Regions from separate parts of the Mus musculus genome. Here region 1 is linked to region 2. A link is a contact called in public Hi-C data. All regions are on one chromosome and are shown on one strand. Each heading gives the region's core, a stretch centred on a gene start, on an enhancer-like site or on the middle of the called end of the contact. The rest is flanking DNA. Distances are from core to core; before and after follow the strand shown.

The links. Hi-C and Micro-C count contacts between places; a contact is called where the count stands out from the background.
Region 1: a Hi-C map of bone marrow-derived macrophages shows a contact between it and region 2, with 29 read pairs. The contact joins two enhancer-like sites. A contact is called at or near these places in 1 of 484 Hi-C or Micro-C datasets (bone marrow-derived macrophages) and 4 of 115 datasets of contacts at active chromatin or transcription factors (embryonic stem cells, large pre-B cells and microglia).

The regions. Positions count from the first base shown.
Region 1 is chr10:84,407,904-84,414,963 of GRCm38.p6, reverse strand. It overlaps Nuak1 (NUAK family, SNF1-like kinase, 1), which reads left to right. Exons shown (of 7, transcript NM_001004363.2): 2 at 5,228-5,348. Among named protein-coding and RNA genes, the nearest start is that of Nuak1, 29 kb to the left of the region's middle. Within about 2 kb of position 2,178, at least 74 of the 459 cell types and tissues checked have an H3K27ac peak or open chromatin away from gene starts, as enhancers often do. A contact at or near this core is called in bone marrow-derived macrophages, where this site is marked.
Region 2 is chr10:84,142,242-84,149,985 of GRCm38.p6, reverse strand. No RefSeq gene overlaps it. Among named protein-coding and RNA genes, the nearest start is that of Gm40727, 36 kb to the right of the region's middle. Within about 2 kb of position 5,760, at least 21 of the 459 cell types and tissues checked have an H3K27ac peak or open chromatin away from gene starts, as enhancers often do. A contact at or near this core is called in bone marrow-derived macrophages, where this site is marked.

The DNA.
Region 1 (7,060 bases), core at 929-3,428, 270 kb before region 2:
AATGTTCTGACTTTGTTGTTGTTACTTTAGTTTTGTTTGTTTCTATGTTTTGAGAAAAGCACATCACTGTATAGCCCCGATTGGCCTGGGAACTCCCTAACTCACTATATAGATGAGGCTGGCCTTGAACTCACAGGGATCCTCCTGCCTCTGCTATGGAGTGCTGGGGTTAAAGACAGGCACCACCTTCCTTGACCCTTGCCATACTCATCCTCCTTGTATCCACAGCCTCTCGGCTCAGTGTCTCACTATATAATGTTGTAGTTAGGGCCAAATGAAATACGTTCTGTGGGCTCTCTGTGAACACGTGCTAAATGTCTGTTATTGCTCTTACTAGGAACACCATCAGGAGTTTGGCTTGATGGCATAGACTGGTATCCAAGCCACCTAGGAGGCTGAGGCTAGCAGGGAACGAGTTTAAGAGTCGTTTGAGCATAGACCTATTTCCAGGACAGTCTTGGCAAGCCAGAGAGACCCTGTATCTAAAAGAATACGTGAAATAGAGTGGGTCACGTGGCTCAAAGTGCTTACTTAGTATGCCCCAGGCCCCAGTTCAATCTCCAACACAGCAAAAAAGAACAAAAAATGTTAGCTATTTACTATGAATGTTACTGTGTCAGGACCACAGACAAGCAGTCAGAGGAGGCTCCCAAAACCCATGGTCCCTTGGAGAGCATCACTGCTTTGCTGAGAGCTCACTACCTTGGCGAGCATCACTGCTTTGCTGAGAGCTCACTACAGAGAATCCCAGGTTCTACCCCACACTTCTAGATCCAGAGAATATGCTTTAACGAGATGCCCAAGCATGCCATATTTAAGAGGTCCTGCTTTAGAATATTATCTGCAGGCCAATATAGGGCAGGGCATGACTACTCATTCCTGTGAGGGGACTGGGAAACCGGAGGGACCATCACTACCTTGGTTAGAGTAGAGTCTCCTCCGTGAGCTAGAGCAGGGCCTACTGTACACTAGCATCCTTTCCATGGTCTCTCTGGAAATGTATTACGTTGTCCACCAGTGTTTGCCGTTGTATAAGAATGGAGGAGGATGGGGGGAGATGATGAGGGGGAACAGCCCATGCTATGACTTGCTGTGCTAATGACTCCTTGACCATGGGACAGAACCTGCATCACTGTATCCTTCAACCAGGCCTGCTTTGTAAACACTACCATTCAGTGAACAGATGTCCAGGCTCTTCAACCCCATTTACAGGTGAGGAAAGAGAGAGCTGTGGGGTCTGGGATTGCCCAAAGCTACATCCCTCCAGGAACAAGCCTGAGCAAACGGCCTCTGTCTTTCTTTCTCCTGCCCTTGCCCCACTTATCACCAGGATTTCAGCATCCACTGAACAGCTATCTTGGAAGAGGATGCCCGCAGGCTGCAGAGCAGGTGGCATGGGGGGATTAGTCAATGAAAGAAAGCCTGCCAACCTCATAGAGGAGACTGAGTCTGTTATGTTTAACAAGAGATGGGAATTGGCTGGGCCGAGTGTGCCTTTGACAGCACTCAGCACAGGGCAGAATTCACAACTCCCTGGCTAAGCCTGCTGCTACTGCATAAGGTTTCTACATTAAACTATAGGGTGACCTTTTTTAAAAGCAGACTGTTTTACACATCGCATAGTGCTGTCTAGACTGGGCAACGTTTATGAACGTGGCTGTAGTGTGACACACACACACACACACACACACACACACACACACACACACACACCCCTGAGCCTCTCGCCCCAAGCTCACCCTCAGCCTTGTGCTAGAAAGAAGTGGACCTGGGGTAGGGGAAGATGTATAATTTAAGATATGTGGTCATTCCATTTATTCACTCCTTCTCTCTGTGAGTTCTGAGAGATGTGAGAGGTGAAAAACTGGAGAGAGGGGCTTTCCTCTGTCGTGCCACACGAGGTTGCATAGTTCTTAGATGGCTTGGCCGCGGGAGGAGTGACATCATTTCTCTTTGTAATTGTTGTTCTTCAACAGTTCACCTGTGTTTCCCTACCACCTCTTGCCTTGAGGGCATGGTGGCTGTGTCCTCCTGCATGTGTGGCCTAGTCAGGGACAGGCGTTCAAAAAGGAAGAAAAAAAAAAAAAAGAATGAACATTCACAGTCATGAAGGCTGAGATCATGGCCCGTTCATTGCATTTCTTTGTTTAGCTGGTGGGGATTTGGAAGAAGGAAGTTGCGCTGGTGACTACATTACAAAACCAGTCTCTCTCTAGTCCTGCCTGTACTTTGGGGCAAGCAAATGTGATCTCCATGTGTAAGCACATCTCTTGCTGTGTCTTGAGGAACTAGCAGGAATTTCAAGTTTGCTTTAAGGAAGAGAGGAGGTTCTACTTACGGGATGCTAACTCAGAGTAAAAGCGGCTAATGTTTACCGAGCAGTTACCTGGTCCAAGCATGGTCTTAAGCACCTGCCATGCAGTGTTTGCAGGGCCCTCGAAGCAGATTCTGTTAGTTCCTTACGAATGGATGAAGAAACTGGGGCATGGAGAGGTTATGCAACCGGCCCAAGGCCACACAGCTAGAGGATGGTTTTAGCCAGGGCACCGAGCCATGTTTCTATCCTTTACCTCGTAGCATCTGTGCACTGGCCCAGCTTATCCTTCAGCTTCTGGAGGCAGATACCCACTTACGGATTGTGGTTATGGGTCTCTGTTCTTAACACCCTTTTAAAAGTGTCCCATTTGGTTGTCTGGGTCCTATACAAATAGTCCTGGTGTGCAGCAAACAAGAGAAGAAGAAAGAGGACTTTAGTTGTTATCTAATGTCCTGAAGTGAGTGGAGGGTCTAGAAGGAGTGACGTGGCAGTGCCAGTCAGAGGGAAGACACACAGCAGAGGCTGGCATGAGCTGGATGCCGTATCACAGCACACAGAGCACCTCACAGAATCTGGCTTGCAAGTTAGATGGTTAATGAGTGCTGACTCTCAGGATTCTTGTGTTTGTTTCTTGGTTTGCCACTAGTTGGCTGGCTGACCTTGGAAGGGTCATCTCCACAGTGGAGGCCAGCCTCTGCTTTGGCAGTTACAGTCCGTTTGTTCAGTGGTTCCTGGCTTTCGTTTCTCCTGTATTCCCACCCGGCCCATTTGCAATGGGAACAACATTTTCAATGGAAGACGCAGTGCATTCCCAGAGAGGTTTCTGTTAGAAGGACAGTCACCCTGGTTTTTAACGATTGTGGTGCCCTTTGAGTTTCTGCAGTGCTGAGTGGGGCTTGATGAGAATGTGAGCGCTTCCCTCTCATGCCCGGCTAGAAGTATTGCCTTGCCAGGGGCACCACAAGGCTCTTGGCCTGCCGCTGGACTCTTGCAGGGCCTGGACAGTGGGCTCATTTTCTCATGTGTTAGAATGTCCTTACCTCTCTGACCCTGGATGATGAAGGAATGTGTTACTATCGTGATTTGACAGTTGGGCTTCCTTGAGGTCAAGCTCAGCGTGCTGCGTACCCAGAGGAGGGTGGTGGTTTCTGACCTTGGCCCATCTTTAGTTTTTGAAGGAATGTGGAAGTTGGCCCAGCAGCCACCCACATCCTCCAGGGCCTGTGTGTGTTCAGTGTCTGCTTCATCCAGGAATCAGCTCCCAGGATACAGGCCTCACTCAGCCAAGATAAAGCTTCTTAGTCCTGCTTTCCCAAATCTGATGTAGCAGCGGAGGATCATCTGGCTGCATACTGAATGGGGCTGTCACGAGGGCCTGGGTAGCTCTGAGCCTGGCACTGCGGTTACAAGGGGCCCCGGGGCCGTAAGGCTCCTTCTTCTCTGTGCAGTTTCCTTTAACCAGTCCCAGGGTCTACCCAGGAGCTAAAGAGGGTGGTGCCTCCATTGGGTCCCCATCTGTGCTTGTCTGAGCCACTTTTGATCAGCAAATGGGAACAGGATGCCAAGGGATCAGAGATCATGGTCATGTGGTTTTTGGACAGCATCATTAAGCTTCTGCTCTCCCATTTTAAGATACTTTTATTTATTCATTTATTTGTGTGTGTGTGTGTGTGCATGTGTGGTATATGTGTGCATGAATATGTGGATGTGTGTGGTGTGATGTGTGCATGTGGATCTGTGCGTGGTGTGATGTGTGCATGCATGTGTGTGCATTTGTGTATGTGCATGTGTGAGCATGTGTGTGTGAGATCTCAGGTAGACATACTTTCACGAAGATGTGTTTTTATTTGTAGTTGACGGGAGCTGGGCAGGGCAGGAGTTGAAGTGCTCAGGGATGTGGGTACATTCCTGCTGTGGTGGGCTGGGAGCCACCTTGTGATATCACCTGTCAGGATGTAGTCGGTTGTAAACTGCTTCTCACGTGGCCTTGTTCTTTTGCAGATAACACCGTGTATTCTTACCTAGAGGAATGGGCTAGCTGCCTCTCTCTCACCTAGGATAGGATGCTCATGTGAGAGACATAGGCCAGGGGAGGGCACATTTAAGGAACTAAGCAGACTTACAGTGTGGCAGCCGAAGGTTGTTAGGCTCCCTGCTTTTGTCCCTTGCCAACTTGTTTGCGAACAGAGAGAGATCCATTCCTCATTAGGCTCCTGTTGCCGGCTGATGTTTCTTTTCACGTGTCTGAGGAGTCTGCGGACTGGCCCTGGTGTTCTCCACAACTTTGGATTCATGGGCACTTGGGGCTTTTGGAATTGACGGGCTGGTCCCAGAGTGAGGCTGTCCCACTGTTTGCTTTGTCCTGGTTTGTCTCTGGAGGATTGTCTGTTACGCGCTTTGTAATGGGATGCTCCTGTAATAGGATGTCTGGAGGAGGATGGAGGAAGGATTTACACATTTTAAGCAAATGTGTAAGCAGGGCTGAGATTGGGTTTTCAGAATGAGGCTCTGAAGGCTGAACTGGCTCTGGGATTGGCCACCCAGTGATTTTTTTCTTCTCTTTAAGTCATTGTCTCAGCCTCACAAGGAACTAAATGCTTCCAATTTCACCTTCCATAATCACAATCACCCTGCGAAGCCACCTCAACTTTGCCCCCTCTTCCCCTCTAAAGGATGGATCGGATCCCTAGACTAAATGAACTGCTGCCGCTGCTAATGAGGAAGAAGATGAAGACCCAAGCCCTGGGTGTTTATAAACGGAACACATTGCAGGGGTTGTTCTGGAGTGGTTGTGGTGGTTGTCAGTTTGGCCAACAAGCAACATCTGCACTTACTTTCCACCCCCAGCAACAATGGTTGATTTGCTTCTGTTTAGTCCTCTGAGTAACGTTTCCTTTCCTGACTTTATAGGTTGCTATAAAATCCATCCGTAAGGACAAAATTAAGGACGAGCTAGACATGGTTCACATCAGACGAGAGATTGAGATCATGTCATCCCTCAACCATCCTCATATCATCAGTATTTATGAAGGTCAGTGACTCTCTTTCTCCTACTTCTGTATTAGTTACCGCTTCACATTCCGCAGGGGCCTTGCCAAGACTTTGAGGTAATTGCCCTTCTGGGCAGGAGCCAAATATTTTGCTTCATGATATAAAAATAGCCAAGCGTTATCTCCTATCTGGTTACGTTGAATGCAACCAGATACACATAGGGCAGCTCATCTGAGTCATAAAACATCTCTGGCCACCACCATCTTCCCTCTTGGCTTTGGCTGTTGCTAAGTAACCTGTCTTACTGAAAGCCAGTAGTCGAGAAAGACAGGTTTCTTATATAAAAAACAAGGCTGCTTACTGGATGGCCAGTAACTGTGGGCACATTGCCAGCCTCAGCCCTCAAACTTGATGACCACGCAGGGGTCAACAGGTCCCCCAGGTGATTCTCTTTGAATTGGAAGTAAACACAGACGGGTGGAGAAGGCGCTGAGAACGAAGGCCACTGAGCCTTCCCGATTGGAGTCCAACTTGAAGCTGTTGTGTAAAAAGCACGGGGCAGGGCAAGGCTTGTAAAAGTGCTGACGTTTCATTTTAGCTTTGGAGCTTTACAGGAAGTAGTAGAATGTCTGAGCCTCCCACAGCAATAATTCTTCATATTCTGTAAAAACCTTACATAAGCCGTGACTGTCTATTATGGCAGAGATTGAAATTCAGGTATCGCTCACAGTTTGACAAATAATTCTTAACGTTTTTTTTTTCCTTTTAAACTAATTTCTCTCTCTGTGTATGTGGTTTTTATTCAGGGTTAAATTATACTGCTCAGGCTTTTGCTAGCTTTTTTCATTTTATACCCTGTATATCTGTGTCAATAAAGACTTCCTATAAAGACATTTTACAAGGCTTTATAATATTTCATTTACTAGGGGCATACCATAATTTATCAAGTCTAACTTTCTTTAAAACGAATTATTTACTTATTTCATGTATGTGAGTACACCGTAGCTGTCTTCAGACACATCTGAAGAGGGCATCAGATCCCATTACAGATGGTTGTGAGCCACCATGTGGTTGCTGGGAATTGAACTCAGGACCTCCAGAAGAGTAGCCAGTGCTCTTAACCACTGAGCCATCTCTCCAGCACTAAGAGTCTAACTTTCTTTTGCCAAACATTACTGTTACTCCAGATTTCTGATTGCTATAAACAAGACTTTATTGACCTCCACTTATGTATCCATTTCTGATTATTTTCTTATGAAAAAGTATTGCTTTTAAACTTATTATGTCCAAATATTTCCCTAATATATAAATATATGTGAATAAAGTTATATACATTCAAAAATATGTTGATATATTCATGTAAATATGTTATTATTAGTTTATTGGGGGATTGAGAAAGGGTCTTATTTGTCTGAAACTCACAGACATCCTCCTGTCTCTGCCTCCTGAGGGCTGGGATTAAAGGTGTGTGTCATTACCCTGACCTCCCCAGAATATTTTTAAATATATGGCTAAGTCAGGAAAATGGACTTCTTTTAAAAATGAACTTTCTTTTCATTTCCAATCCATAAAAATGTATCAGGTAAAGGAAATAAAATGGCGGCCCTAGATTTTTTTTAAGTTTATCTTTATTATTATTTTTTTTTAAAGCTATTGCATCATTCTTTTCTCTTTGCTACTTTTCATCTGAAAGTCAACATTGGCAATACTTTTTCTGCCTTCTCAATTTTTTTCTTTTTTTGATATCCTTTG
Region 2 (7,744 bases), core at 4,511-7,010:
TGTAGCAAATGTTCTTACTGAGCAATCTCTAAAGCCTCCACTGTGTATTATTGGAGGTCAGCACTTATGCACCATCCTAGGATACAAACACGCCTATATAATGTACTATATTTTGTCCTACACCTTTGTTATAAGCGCAGAATCAAGCCACCAAGATAGGTTGACTCACAAGGCCAGAAGTACTTGTCATCCTGTCTCTTTGTAGAGCAAGTTTGTCTGCTACTCAAAAATGCAATAGAACATCACAGAGTTGACAAGACAAGAAGAGCAGACTCCAACGGGCCACTGATTGGACAGAACATGACTATATTCAACTGTGGAGTCCATGCAAATGCATTTCAATGTTTGCTTCTCTTAGGGGATCTTGACTGAGGTTGTGTGAACAGAGGGAGCAGAGCTCTCCCTCTCAGGATCTGTCCTGCAAGTGTCTACCAGAACTGCCCCATTTCCCAGCTCCTGACTTCCCTCTCCACCATTACCAATACTCTGGCCCTTGAAGACACATAAATGGATGCCTTTAACATTTTAAATAATAAATACAGAGTGATACCCATAAGTGGAGGAGAAAAGCTTGGGGATAATGTAAAATATAATAATAATAGTAATAATGATAATAAATAAAAGCAAAATCAAAAACAAAACTGTGATATTCTCCCACTAACAAGAAGCCCAGCCCAATTTTGGACAGTGAATCACAGCCTTGTCCAAGATGCCCTCATTACAATTTCTGCTTTTGACACACTCTAAGTGGATCTCAGCTTCCCCTACAGCCCTGACCACTCCCTGTGTTCTCATCCTATGTAGCCTTTACACTTCTCTCTAAATCTCCATTCTTCCTGACCTCATGTGGCAGGGACAAGGGTCTGCTCCTGGGTCTGCCAGGTACCTTAAGTTGAACAGAAACACTAATTCAATTCTTTTCCACTTGAATTCCCTTTGATTGTGTAGCTCGGACTTCATATCATATCTGGGATGGTGTGATTGACTTTGGGCCCCATGTCAGTGTGAATGCCAGCAGCTCAGATGGTTTAGAAGAAAGCCAGCAATGAGTCCAGCTGCTGTTGCTGGTTTTTTGAAGTATGCTTGAGTGACTGGTGGCTTATAGGACATTAATGTTTCTCTTCATACATAGGTCCCTCAGTATCCACGTGAGACCAAAGTGTGTGAAGGAAGGTCACTGAAAGTCACAAAGCATGGGTTATGGATGAACTTGGATGGGATAGCTGCTCTTTAAACATCTCCATGGGATGACACTCACAACCTTTCTTCCCCACTTCTAGCTTTAATGTTATTTTTTTTTATACTACTTATCAAGTAGCCCAGCCTCTGGGGCAAACTCTTCTTGCATATATACTTATTTAAACATCACAACAACCTTGTGATGAAGGTGTCACCATCCTCTTTTTATAGTTCTGGAAATGAAGTCATCAAGAAGTTAAATCACATAGACCAGCCATAGACCAAACATCTGGCTGACTTTTATGGCATTTGTGGTGTGTGTGATGTGTATGTGTGATGTATGTGTGTGATGTATGTATATGTGTGATGTGTGTGTGTTATATATGTTTGATGTGTGTATGTGTCTATTATGTGTGTGTATTTTGTGTGATGTGTGTAGGTATATGTGTGTGTTATGTGCATTATGTGTGTGTGGTGTGTGTGACATGTATGTATTGTGTGTGATGTGTGTGTAATGTGTATGTATGTGTGTGTGATATGATATGTGTGTATGTGTATGTGTGTGTGATGTGTATGATGTGTGTATGTATGTGTGTGATGTGTGTGATGTATGTGTGATTTGGGTGATGTCTATGATGTGTGTGATGTATGATGTGCATGTGATGTGTGTGATGTGTGCGTTGTGTGTTTACAGATGGTTCTCCTGTGCCTAGAATATATCTGAGACAGAGTAATGGGGTGGAGGCATAACTGGAAATAAAACTGGTACTCTTATTCCTTGTTTTCATTCTGGGTCATCGTGTAAAAAGCTTCCAGAGCTTTCCAGAGTACAACTGCTCTAGGCCTCTTAGAGACTAGGAGATGACACCCAGGAATCTGATTTTCATATACTTCCCAGAAGAGTCTGATGAAATCAGCTCAACTGCAGACTGCAGAATCCACACAGCATGCAGTACTACACTGCTTGGCCAAAACTTTCCAGTGTTGAAGGTTTCTACAATGCAAGTAAAACCACAACATATACATGACAATTCATGTAATTTATGAATTGTCCTTTTGAAATGACTCATTTTTCACAATGCTTCCAATTGCTTTCTCCACAATAGCCATCAGAACAGAAGGGTTAGATCTTGGGAGTCAACTGGTTCTTCCTAACACATGCAGTCCTCCCAATTCATCAGGTTTTGGCCTCATTGTCCTTCCTACTGAAGAAAGCAACTCTCTTGATTAATCTAGGAAGTAACTCAAGTTTCTTTAAATGTCAGTTTTGTTTTGTTTTTAAGGAAGTGAGACCAGAACCGACCTCGTTGACCCTGAGATAATCTTATGTCTTGTTTGACAAGGAGGGTGTTCCAGCTTAGCCACACTTAGTCTAAACTGTGAAACTAGGTGAGAATCCTAGATAATACAATCATTCTATGACCAGGAAGCAAAGAGATCCAAGAAGATGAGTTTTGTTCATAACTACTGAGGAATTCTTAGGCCTTGAAAGGAAAATAACATAATATGTGACCAAGATAGGCATGCAATTCTTGGGCCCCAGGGGATGTTAAAACACAGGTACATGATCATTTACTTAGGAAAGTGGAAAGCAGTTCAAGCATCTAGTGAGTGATTCTGGTGGCTTATTTAAGAGTCCAAAATTCCAACAAGATAGTACACTCTGGTGGTTATGGTACCTCGGGTACATCTTATGCCAATACTTGTTTGAAAAGAAGCTAGATACAGAAGAAACTGTTTTCCCCCTCTAGGACAGAGACCATCTCAGAGTCAACAAAATGTTTCCCAGTACTGTAGAATTGGAGCAGGCACAGGATTCGGGTCTTAACATCACACCCAAGGTCTAGTGGACTCTGCTGGACAAGCTTGGCAACCCTTCAGGATGTGAGAATTCTAGGCTAGCCTTGCACTCCTGGATCCAGAGACAGCTGTTTCAATGTGTGTTCAGGCCACCCCTTTATTCTCCTCACGTGACAAACATAAGTCACTGGGCAAGAGTCCACTTGGTCTTTGGTGGAGTTTGGTCTCTAGTCCCACAGTGTCCCAGAGTAGTCAGGGAGTTTCCTAACATTCTTCAGGGAAGTTGTCACTTCCAGCCCTGCCCTGTATTGTATTCCCTTACAGAGTTAGATGTTAGGGAATTGATCTCATTGAATTTCCCCAAGATCATACATTGAGGTGCAAAGCAGGGCTCAAGCTTGACGTGTCCCAGAAGACTGACTGTCGCAACACACAAGTTCCCAAGTAGACACCAAAGGGCAGAGGAAGGCTGCACAGATCACAGGGCTGAGATGGTTTATGTCCCTAAAGACTTTCCTGATTTTACACCTCAGAAGAGTGAAATGTGAAGGGCAGACATGAGGATCAGGATTGGAGTGTTTGCCTGGCATGTGTAAGACATGGCCCAAGGGAAGTGGCACTTTTAGGAAGTGTGGTCTTGTTGGAATAATTGTTGCCTTGTTGGAGGAAGCGTATCACTGTTTACATGGGCTTTGAGGTCTCCTGGTGCTCATGTTGCACCCAGTGTGGAAAAGAGCCCTTCCTTCTGGTTTCCTGGGGAAGACAGCCTCCTTCTGGCTGACTTTAGATCAAGATAGAGAACTCTTGGCAACTCTAGCACCACGTCTGCCTGCATGCTGCCATGCTCCCTACTATGATGATAAAGGACTGACCCTCTGGAACTATAAGGCAGCCTCAGTTGACTTTTGGTAGCATGTACATTTCACTTAGGCTTGAAGAGATGAGTTTTGCTGAACTTCTTCCAAAATGCTCGCATGGGTATTTTCCTTTTCCTTGATGTCTAGTCATCCCCAGTGAACTTAATCCAGCCTTTCATCTCTACATGCACCCAAAAGGCTTTCTCTAAGATCTCTGATGTATATTACCTCACTTAATCCAATAGCAAGTTTCGGTCCCCATTTGACTGGACCCCCCTAGCAATATGCAAATATATTCTTTGTGCTTTGGTGGCAATTTATTCCACCTATGTAATCTTATTCATTTATATTTTGTGGTTCTGGGGATTGAACCCAGGGCTTTACAAGTGGTTTGCCGCTAAACTATCCCTCTATCCTCTAAAACTCTTAATTCTCTAATATGTAAAAATACAACTGAGACTCCCTCTTTCCTAAGGTTATGATGAGAATTATAGAAAGTGTGTAGCAGAGTGATCGGCACATGGGAAATATGCTGCACAATTGCGAGTTGCTATTCCTGGAAATTCTTCTCTCTATCTTTGAATGCAAGTGTGGTGGTTTGAATATACTTGGCCCAGGGAGTGCACTATTTGGAGGTGTGACTTTGTTGGAGTGGGTGAGGCCTTGCTGGAGGAAATGAGTCTTTGTGGGCTTGGGCTTTAAGACCCTCCTCCTAGTTGCCTGGATCTGGAATTTACTTTGTCCCAAGCTGACTTTGACTCAGGGATCAGCTTGCCTCAGTATCCTAGGGTTAAAGGTGTGTACTACCTTGCCTGGGCCTAAAATTTTCATGGCCACTATGCCTCAAGAACTCCATGTCAAGATCCAGGTCAGAAGTCTGTGTCCTTCTAGACTTAAGATCTGGATCACAGGTGTGCCCTCCATTTCTGGATTGTAGTTCATTCCAGATGTAGTCAAGTTGACAACCAGGAATAGCCATCACAGAAAGTATTAGAGAAGACCATAGTAGTTGAGAAAATAAAGAGGACTTGTCACCCACCCAACTAAAGAGCTTCTGAGTTACCCAATGGCTTTTAGACAATGCTTGTCATGCCTGAACCAGAGCACAAAATCTCCTTTCCTTTCTGTTTTCAACCTCTGGTGACACCCTCCCAGCACAAGGTTCTCCTACAGAACAAAGAATCCCTGGAAAACCATCAGCTGGAAGGAAAGCTGATTTTCTCAGTGCTTCTTTTTAAAAAGCAGCTGAGCTTCTGCCTTCAAAGCCTCCTGCAATCTCCATCCTGAATACACAGATTTGGACTGGATTATATGCCCTAAACCCTGAATGACTCTGATCATCGTGACAGGGGACACCATACTGAGCATTAATCAATCCAGGGGCTTTTCTGGGCTAGTGATATAGACAACTGCTTGTGAAAGGTGAATGACAAAGTAAAAAGTAAAGTGATGTTATAAAGAGGAAAAGGAAATGGAACTTTGTTAGCCTCAAATAGCAAAATGTCCAGTACACCATTTATAGGGCTCCACATTCCCCACTTTGCTTCCCAAGTTCTTCAGAATGTTTTTCTATTCTCAGAGAGTCTATAGGGCTGTGCCAGTTGTTTCTAGCTTCTCCTTCCCATTGCAGAGTAAGTTCCTTGAACACAGGGGTCTCTGCCTTATTCATCTTTGGCCTCAGCCCCCACCACAGACACTGACATTTAGTATGTGTGCATCCAATGCCTAAATAAGCATAGTTGAGTGGAGATGAAATTCTTCTTGCTTAATGGAAAAGTTTATTCCTGTAGCAGTGGGAATGGAATCCCGGCAAGAGACTGGAAGTCAATCTGTCTCTATAAATTCCAATGCTCATGCCCAGGACTTCCACTGGACAGATGCTTTTTGCATTGTGAAACACCCAAGCATGTGGGCTGCCTGGAATCACGTGTTTGCTTCATCTTTCCTCACCCCATTTCCTGGGAAGGAGCAGAGCCTGTGGGGCCCCAGTGCTCTCTGCATGTTTTCCGTTTCATGTTTCAGCCAATAAATGAGAAGGCTCCCTCGCAGGCCACTTAACGTGTATTACAGACATTTCCTTGGACAAGTGGACTCTTCTCTCTCTGGGAGCCCAAAGCCTGAATGATCTGCAGACCCAACCAAGCCACAATCAGAACACCCAGCAGCTGAGGAAAGATTGCTTTGAGTTTTACATTGTGACTTGAAGGCAAGCTGTTTGGCCTCAGAATATATCAGGGTTTCACAGCACAGGTGGGTCTGCCTTGAGCAGGGAAAGCCTGCACATCTGGAGGAGTGAACATCTGGATGACCCCACCCATGGATAACACAGTCATCAGTGGGACTGGGGCATTGGGTCATTCCTTTCCTCCCAACTCCTTTCTTCTTACTTCAATTTTAGCTCTTTTTTTTTTTTTTTTGAGACTGAACAAGGGGAACTTTTGCAGGAATAAAAGAAAGAGTTGCTTCTGAATCTAGTTTCCAATTCCAGACTCATCATTACTAGCCAAAGCAAGATGAAATTAAAAACTAGGGTTTGGCTATCCAGTGCAACAAGCTGAAATCTAAGGCTATAATACATAAAACACAGCCTCTTGCAAAACTAAAATTCCCTGCAAAGCCACAGAGCACAAAAATAGCATCTGGTTCTTCTGCAAAAGTAACCACTTTTCCTCCACACCAGAGCTAACCCAAGAGATCCAAGTGGTGCTTGCTACTGTCCATCTAATCGGAGAAAGAAGGGAACAATAAAACAAGAAAGTGAGACTGATGCTCTGAGAATGGAAAACTAGAAGGTTAGAATGGGGTGGGGGAGGCAGGAATGTTCTATTTCGAAGAGAGGAATCCAGGAGGGGGAACAGTGTCAAAACCACCAAGGCGCCAGGTTTGTCTGGCAGTACAGCCTCTCCCAGGAGACACGTGCTTACAAACCATAACACTGACCACGCTCTGCCCCCCCCCCAAATTCTTTCTATTCTAAAATGGAAATTGCAAAGGGACTTTTATGTTTGTTTTCTCAAACCCTCTTTTCCTCTGAGTGATGAATCTCGAACATTTTCCTCTAAGCAACACAATGCCCAAGTGTTACCGGGCTGTTTATAGTATCCAATGACCTTCCAAGCCCCTAATGTTTATGATATGTGAATTGAGAATATCCGAGAACAGTTTGTCTATCTAGTGGAATTTTAACTTTCCCATTTTTGCTTGACACTTGAAGCATCAATAAAATGAGATCATGTCAACTCACATCTCACTGGATGAAAGTCAAGCCTTGTAATGGGGCTGGGCATCAGAAACAGGATTCAGATGTTGGGGATTGGTTCTAATGCTTTGTCTTAAATCTGTGCTTGTAGACCTGAGAGTCCCTGCCCCCAGCTGGCTTCAATTGGTAATAGAGAATTACTGTACAGCCATTGGCAGAGAGACGGGGCAGAACTTTTAGGTTTTGTGGGCAAGAGAGAGAGAGAGAGAGAGAGAGAGAGAGAGAGAGAGAGAGAGAGAGAGAGAGAGAGAGAGAGAAGAAGAAGAAGAAGAAGGAGGAGGAGGAGGAGGAGGAGGAGGAAGAGGAGGAGGAGGAGGAGGAGGAGGAGGAGGAGGAGGAGGAGGAGGAGGAGGAGGCAGAAGTGCTAGGAGGGGAACCAGAGGGATTAGGTGTAGGAGTGAATCCCAAAAAATGGTCCTAGTGGGCACTCCCCCACTGGGTCTGGGGTAACAGGAATGAAATGTTGACTTAGCAAGTTGACACAGGAAAGTTGAAGGAGAGAATTATTCTAGCCACGGGGAGGATTAGAAATGTTCAGCCATTGAGCTAGTCAAGGCATACAAAAATTAGTTGGTGTGTGTGTGTGTGTGTGTGTGTGTGTGTGTGTGTGTGTGTGTGTGTGTGTGTCTCATTTGGGAAACCAGAGAGC